Linked DNA regions of Salmo salar: region 1 is linked to region 2. Evidence: chromatin contacts called from public Hi-C data. All regions are on one chromosome and are shown on one strand. Each heading gives the region's core, a stretch centred on a gene start, on an enhancer-like site or on the middle of the called end of the contact. The rest is flanking DNA. Distances are from core to core; before and after follow the strand shown.

The links. Hi-C and Micro-C count contacts between places; a contact is called where the count stands out from the background.
Region 1: a contact with region 2 is called in a Hi-C map of gill, with 3 times the contacts expected there. The contact joins the promoter of LOC106611497 here to the enhancer-like site in region 2. A contact is called at or near these places in 2 of 3 Hi-C or Micro-C datasets (gill and muscle).

The regions. Positions count from the first base shown.
Region 1 is chrssa09:57,962,139-57,966,073 of Ssal_v3.1, forward strand. It overlaps LOC106611497 (ETS-related transcription factor Elf-1), which reads right to left and starts at 1,376. Exons shown (of 9, transcript XM_045723827.1): 1 at 825-1,376. It overlaps trnae-uuc (transfer RNA glutamic acid (anticodon UUC)), which reads right to left and starts at 1,730; the gene lies at 1,659-1,730.
Region 2 is chrssa09:57,893,630-57,898,030 of Ssal_v3.1, forward strand. All of the region lies in intron 2 of LOC106611497 (ETS-related transcription factor Elf-1), which reads right to left. Among protein-coding and RNA genes, the nearest start is that of LOC106611497, 68 kb to the right of the region's middle. Within about 2 kb of position 1,827, at least 4 of the 13 cell types and tissues checked have an H3K27ac peak or open chromatin away from gene starts, as enhancers often do. A contact at or near this core is called in gill, where this site is marked.

The DNA of each region.
Region 1 (3,935 bases), core at 126-2,625, 68 kb after region 2:
CACAAATGGCAACTGGAACCTAGAGCCACTGCAGACAGGCTAGCTCTGTCAGCAGCACACAACAGCCTCTCACATTTACCACACAGCACCCCTGTCACATGGAAGGCATGGTACACTCTTAGAAAAAAACTTTTCCAAAAGGGTTATTTGGCTGTCCCCATAGAAGAACCCTTTTTGGTTCCAGGGAGTACCCTTTTTTGGAAAGGTAGGGCCCTCTGTGGAAAGGGTTCTACATGGCACCCAAAAGGGTTCTGCCTGGAACCAAAAAGGGTTCTTCAAAGGGTTCTTCTATGGGGACAGCCGAAGAACCCATTTAGGTTCTATATAGCAGCTTTCTTTTCTAAGAGTGTATCACAGAATGACACGGCTTCTCAGTAGGAGGGTTAATAAAGCAGAGCAGTGGGTCATACATCTCTGTGATTTTTCATGTCAAATGTTCAGTAATGTGGGTCAGTGGCAGAACATTGTGTATAGAACTCTTTTGAATTTAAGAAATGAAAGTAGTCTATATTTGTTATAGTCTACCAGGTGAATAGATGCAGTACAGCAAATAACTTGTATTTTATTTGTTGTGGATTTACAAGTGGAGTTACATAAATTAAATGTCGTATGTAGGCTATATAGAAATGAATAAAATAAAAATATAAAATGCACTCAATCCATAAACTTACTGAATGGGAGAGCATTCCACGATATGAAAAGGACTGCTTGGGCGGGGGTAACACAACTTTTTCATACACATTCCAGACTAATAGTCAAGACAACATTAAAAAAAAAATCTAATTAGAAGTACATCATTAGCAATTCAAATTGCAAAGACTCACCTTAAATCCTTATTTTATAGTGTCAGACATTTAAAATGACAATGTCTTCATCAAAATCGTCCAGTAGCATAATATCTTCAGTAGGCACTTATCAGCATCTTGTTATTATCCCCAAAAATAATCCCATTTGTGAGATGAAGCTCGACATCATCAGTACAGTAAATATGCCAAGTCTAGTTTCACTACGTTCGCGTGGCTGACATAAGGTTACACTGTTAATTTTCGTATTTTTTTCTTACCGAAAACCGATGCGTGGGGAATTCCTAGCAGTCACATTTTCCCTAAGAAATGATTGGCCAGCATTAGGGATTCGGTTGAAGAAAAAAAACAGGACGTTGTGAAAAATAATGTAATGTTGGTTACTCATATTGAGAAACTTACTGGGATAGGCTAGAATCAACTACGTATCGGACTTTTAACTGAAATGAAAAAGATATACACTACTCGTTTTTATTTTCTTAATCATTATCTTTAGCAGATTGTTTTAACACCAACTAGATTTACAATCACGAACAAAAAAAGTATTTAACATACAACTTCAAGGATGTGGCTCACGTTGATACATTGAAACCAAATGCACACTATCCCGTGTGGTATAAACAGTACTGGCTACACTTTCAACCCCACCCACTTAAGGGATCGCAGTTTTGGTACATTGCCTATTTTGGGAATATACTTTATGTTATAAATATGACCGTGTGGATAGGCTTCTATGTGTTGTCCAGTTGAACTGTAAGATACATTTCAGACTTCATAATATAGGTTGATAACACATCGGTCCTGCTTTATTTACAAGTTCGCGCTACAAGAACGAGACAATATTAAAACAGTGCATTCCCATACCGGGAGTCGAACCCGGGCCGCCTGGGTGAAAACCAGGAATCCTAACCGCTAGACCATATGGGAACCGATGTAATTGCATCACTCAAATATATCTGACATCTATGGGGATAGTTTTTGCTATTGATTTCAAACGTGTCAGTTACAGTTAGCTGGCCCTCCTACACGGGCCCTCCTCCATTCCATTATTACTTTCCAGATTATTACAAATAGACTGAAATTGTTTTAAAGCCTGAATTTAACACATTAACACATTCATGGCAATTCACCCCCACCTAGTGTCGACTTCGTGTAGTGCACTAGAAAAAAAGTGTAACTGCTTTCCAACAATGTGTTTATTGCTTCCCTTTTTCTATGTGCTTGCCATTGAGCAAATAACCCTTTTTCTTGAAAGGGTTATTAAACCCCCCCTTAAAATCATACTACTTACAAGTCAAATAAGAACTTCCAATTGTTTTTTTCCCCAGTTTGATTATTCTGGAAATTACAGAGCTTTACCAAATGGTTTAGAGGTAAAAAGGAATTTCATAACAGCAATGCCATATTAGAATGAAAATTCGAATAGTATTTTTACTCATGTCAACAATATTACATAAATTACTTTGGATATACACTGAGTGTACAAAACATAAAGAACACCTTCCCTCTTTGCCCTCAGAAAAGCCTCAATTCGTTTGGGTATGGACTCTACAAGGTGTCGAATGCGTTCCTCAAGGAGACTGGCCCATGATGACTCCAATGCTTCACATTGGTGGACCATTCTTTATACACTTGATACTTAACAGTTATGCTGAAAAACCCAGCAGGGTTGCAGTTCTTGACACAAACCGGTGCACCTGGCACTTACTACCAGGCAATTAAAAAGTTTGTATTGCCCATTCACCCACATACACAATCCATGTCTCAATTATCTCAAGGCTTAAAAATCCTTCTTTAACCTGTCTCCTCCCCTTCATCTACACTGATTGAAGTGGCATCAATAAGGGATCGTAGCTTTCACCTGGACTCAACTGGTCAGTCTGTCATGGAAAGAGCAGGTGTTCATAATGTTTTGTACACTCAGTGTACGCTTCAATGGCTTTTATAGGATCCAAAGGTAAGCATTGTTAAATAAGGACAATGTCATATTTTAACAAATAATTTTAACTTTGTGTGTCCTTACACAAATATTCAAATACATTGAAATGTATGTGTTTTCGGGTGGTGTATAGTGCAATATCCCCTAAAACGGTTCTCTTAAATTTGAAGTGATCCAGGTTTTTCCACAATGTTTCACAGACTACCTTTTTTTAAATAATATTTAACAAAGTGCAGTTTTTATTACTATTATATGCTTTATTTTATAGGCGACCTTTAGTCTGAAAATGGATTATAATATAATAATAAAATATGCCATTTAGCAGACACTTTTAGGCAAACGTGACTTATCCAAAGCGACGGGCGTAACAAAGCTGGCGAACAATAGTATGTTAAGGGCGGAAGAAGCGGGAGAAGAAAAAAGAGGGAAAAAAAAGAATGTTTCTTCTTGATAATATAAATGTTTATTAATCATTATTTATTATGAAAGTGTTGTTTTTCCTGTTTGAGAAAGGGCAAGAGTGGCCCCGAAAGCCCCTGTTCGAATCCTGCCTTGGCCAGAAATAACATTTCTAAACGTCCACTATAGTGTCTAAAAGTGTTATTTTTCACATTGGTGTATTTAAGATCACCTGGGTTAATGGAACATTTTATGGTAGCATAATCATAACATATAGTGTTGTTCTAATGAGGTTGGTTTATTACTGTACTATACTCCCTTGTTTATGCAATTATTATCTTAAATGATCAGTTCTGTTTTTTTGTGGACTGCATATTTCTTGATGTAATTATTATTATATTATTATACATTCCTCTGAGAGAAAAACATTTTTGTTATTAGAAGTGAATAATGATTTACCTACAATCAAAGCCATTCTAAGAACTGGTCGAAATATAGAAACATGTTTATTAATGACAAATTACACACACACACACATATCCCTTAGGGGCTCAAGGTAATGACTGGGTATGGCAACTGACTGATTTTGAGTGAATAACACAGCAGGATCCAAACATATGACAACATCCATGCAAACAGAGGAAAAATCTCCACCTGAAAGTTCTAGGGCTCGATTCAAACAGATGAATGTTGTTCGACACCCACGTAGTGATTGTTTTGGTGGTATCGGAGGTGGAACTGCCATTGGATGTCACAAAACTACCAAACTTTCTATTCGACAAAACCCATGCAGC
Region 2 (4,401 bases), core at 577-3,076:
CTTCGCTGATCCTCAACACAGGGGCCCCACAAGAGTGCGTGCTCGGCCCCCTCCTGTACTCCTGACGGGCCGCCTCCCAGGTGGTGAAGGTAGGAAACAACACCTCCACTTCGCTGATCCTCAACACAGGGGCCCCACAAGAGTGTGTGCTCAGCCCCCTCCTGTACTCCCTGTTCACCCATAACTGCGTGGCCACGCACGCCTCCAAATCAATCATCAAGTTTGCAGATGACACAACAGTAGTAGGCCTGATTACCAACAATGACGAGACAGCCTACAGGGAGGAGGTGAGGGCCCTGGGACAGTGGTGCCAGGAAAATAACCTCTCACTCAACATCAACAAAACAAAGGAGCTGATCGTGGACTTCAGGAAACAGCAAAGGGAGCACGCACCTATCCACATCGACGGGACCACCGTGGAGGAGGTGGAAAGCTTCAAGTTCCTCGGCGTACACATCACTGACGATCTGAAATGGTCCACCCACACAGACAGTGTTGTGAAGAAGGCACAACAGCGCCTCTTCAACCTCAGATGGGTGAAGAAATGTGGCTTGGACCCTAAAACCAAACTTTTACTGATGCACAATTGAGAGCATCCTGTCGGGCAGTATCACCGCTTGGTACGGCAACTGCACAGACTGCAACAACAGGGCTCTCCAGAGGGTGTTGGGGTCTGCCCAACGCATCACCAGGGGCAAACTACCTGCCCTCCAGGACACTTACAACACCTGATGTCACAGGTAGGCCAAAAAGATCATCAAGGACATCAACCACACGAGCCAAGGCCTGTTCACCCTGACTATCATCCAGAAGGCAAGGTCGGTACAGCTGCATTAAAGCTGGGACAGAGAGACTGAAAAACAGCTTCTATCTCAAGGCCATCTGACTGTTAAAGAGCCATCACTTAATAGTGGAAAACGAGTCACTTTAATAAGGTTTAAATAATGTTTACATACTGCTTTACTCATCTCATATGTATATACTGTATTCTATTCTACTGTATTTTAGTCAATGCCACTCCGGCATTGCTCAATCTAATATTTCTATATTTCTTAATTCCATTCTTTTACTTTTAGATTGGTGTGTATTGTTGTGAATTGTTAGATACTACTGCACTGTTGGAGCGAGGACCACAAGCATTTCACTACACCCGCAATAACATCTGCTAAGGCCTCCCAAGTGGCGCAGTGGTCTAAGGCATTGCATCGCAGTGCTAGCTGTGCCACTAGAGATTCTGGGTTTGAGTCCAGGCTCTGTCGCAGCTGGCTGCGACCAGGAGACCCATGGGGCGGCGCACAATTGTCCCAGCGTTGTCTGGGTTAGGGAAGGATTTGGCTGGCAGGGATGTCCTTGTCCCATTGTGAGCTAGTGACTCCTGCGGCGGGCAGTGCACACTGACACGGTTGCCAGGTGTGCGGTGATTCCTCTGACACATTGGTGCTTCTGGGTTAAGTGGGCATTGTGTCAAGAAGCAGTGCGGCATTCTTTGGGTTGTGTTTCAGAGGACACACGGCTCTTGACATTCACCTCTCCCGAGTCCATATGGGACTTGCAGTAATGAGACAAGACTGTAACTACCAATTGGATACCAGGAAATTGGGGAGATAAAAAAAATTATAATAATTATATATATAACATCTATTAAATATGTGAATGTGACCAATAAAATGTCATTTGCATTGATTTGATTTGAGGGAGAGCTCATTTCAACAGTGTTTCAGTGGCCCACTGGGACATTCTTATTGCTGGGAATTCCAGACACACCCCCTCATTTCCAGCACAACATTTCTCAACACAGGAAGAGCTGACATTTCTCAACTAAGGAAATTGACAGAGCTCTGGCCAAACCGTATGACGGCCATATGAGAAACTGTTGCGTGTGGCGACAAAGCTCACTTTCAACACTTACCGCGTCCACCAGTGTTACCCCTATCTTATTTTCCAGAGGGGTTGCAAACAAACATTCAGGGTCTATTTAAATATAAATATTTTTGTGAACAGGTGGGGTTTCCCACTTGGCTCTATATAATGGTAGGGTAAACACTGTCTACAGTAGGTTTACCAATGTGACATAGCAGTTTGTTTCCCGGATTAGCTTCTCTTATCTCTCATTCGGTGACTCCTTGTGGAGTAAAGACACAGATTTTATTTTCGGTCAGCACACTGTTATTTTCCTGTCTTCAATAGCACCACAAAAGGAGGCTGTGTGTATGGCATCTCTTTCTGTTTGTTTTTTTCCCATAACATGCCCAAAAGACTACAGTTCCTGCTCCAAAAGGACATGGAGCAGGCAGGACTCATAGCTTGCAGGTCCTTTACGTTAGGTTAAGTTGTTCTAAATATCAAACAACCAAAAATGCTCTAATGAAATTGTGCAAAGTATTTTGCCTGCACTCTCATAGCCAGAGAGAAAAAATTAATTCAGTGTCAGTTTCTGAAAATTACCAGGAGATGGAGACAGACTACAGCTCTTTGCCTGACTATCATCTATGTGCTGCTTTGTACTACCCCCCCCCAAAAAAAAAAACATTAGCAGCCAAATACCTTGTCACATTGAAAGTCCAGTAACAACATTTTTACTTAAAATTCCAAAATGGTGTAATGAACAACAAATAGGTATAAATGGAATAACAAAACAATGTTCTGGGTTTTTTACTTTTACTGATGATTTTACGAGGCCCTAAAAATCAATGCAGTACAAATAATATATAAAAGTAACGAGTAATTAAAGAGCAGCAATAAAATAACAATAGCGAGACTACAGTATATACAGCAGGGTACCGGTACAGAGTAAATGTGCTGGGGCACCAGTTAGTCAAGGTAATTGAGGTACTATGTACATGTAGGTAGAGTTATTAAAGTGACTATGCATAGATGATAACAACAGAGAGTAGCAGTAGTGTAAGCTAACAGTACACTAACAGCACCCTGACACAGACAACTGCATTATGTGGAATCATTCAACCTTTAGGAGTCATTACCAAACAATTAGACTATGTAAACATAGCTAGGAGTTCAGGGACTGTTCTATTAACTTCACAAACAATATCTTAGGTTTCTGAACACTGTCCATCAAACAAGCTGCTTTTCCATGATGTCAGAATCAATGGTCAACAGTGGGCCACGAGACCATTTGGGACCTCCACTTGGGACATATAAAGATAAAGAATGCCATTTGGTGTGTCCTTTGACTGTAAAAGCTGAAATTTAATTGACACAACAGCATGTTCTCAGACTATAGTAGCTAGACACAATACCAGATATCTCGGTCGGTCGGGAGCCCCATGTGACCTTGTGTGTGTGTGCATGTTTTAGTAACCAGACAAAGAGAGCACCAGTAAGTCTACTGAGTTTACTCGTCTGTGCATTAACACCACACTGTCTCCCCTCCCTAGTAGAACCAGACCAGACAAACTGAAACCAACACAGATTCTGCTGACGGGGCAGAAGACGTCTTGTCTGTTGTTGTTGTTTTGACATAATGGGGCTCAGTTTCAACAAAGCACCGGTGGGGTTTGCCACAAAGCAGGACCAAAGAGTTACCTACTGGGCACAGACGTCATTTCTAGCTTTGATTTGCATTTGGTTGTCAACTAACATGAATTCAACATGAAATCAATAAAACATTTCACCATGTTATTTGATTTAGGTTAAAAGTTGGATGAAAAAAATACAAAATTCCCTTACGTTTATTACTTTTGGCAAATCTAATCCGTTTTCCACGTTGATTCAGGGTCATCACATAGAATTTTGTTTAAATGACGTGGAAACCACGCCAACCAGTTTTTGCCCAGTGGGTAGCCAGGTAGCTAACTTTCCTATTAGCCAAAAGACACTCAACTATCTCAACAAGATAATGAAAGGTGCAAAACAGAGTATGGTATTTAGTACGAATTACACAAAGGCCATATTGGCTGTATCTTCCTCTTTGTTGCTCTCAACCAGATATAACGATCACTGGAGTATTTGCATCTCTGAGTTCCCAGTTTCGGCTATGAAAGCAAGCCCATGTGTGTGAGAGGTTCCCCTATAATCAACCCGGTTCTGCTTTACCTGCCCATGTCGCCATTTTTAGCCCCACCTATATACTTTTAACATCCCCTAATGGGGCAGATAGAGGAAGTTAATGGAATATCCCATAGTCACAGGGGTGTCATGCACCCATTATTTTAGATGGGGCACGATGTTCATGAAGATGGAGGTGGGGTGACAGTTGAAGTTGAAGAATTTTGCATTTTTCAAACACTCGTCTGTGCATTCAGCTTTTTCCTGCAATCAAGAGCCATGATCATTATGCATAATTCTATGTAAAAAAAAAATAATAATAATAATAATAAAAAATTCTGCATAGGTTATCTTAGCTGCAGTGCATTCAGAAAGTATTCACACCCATTGACTTTT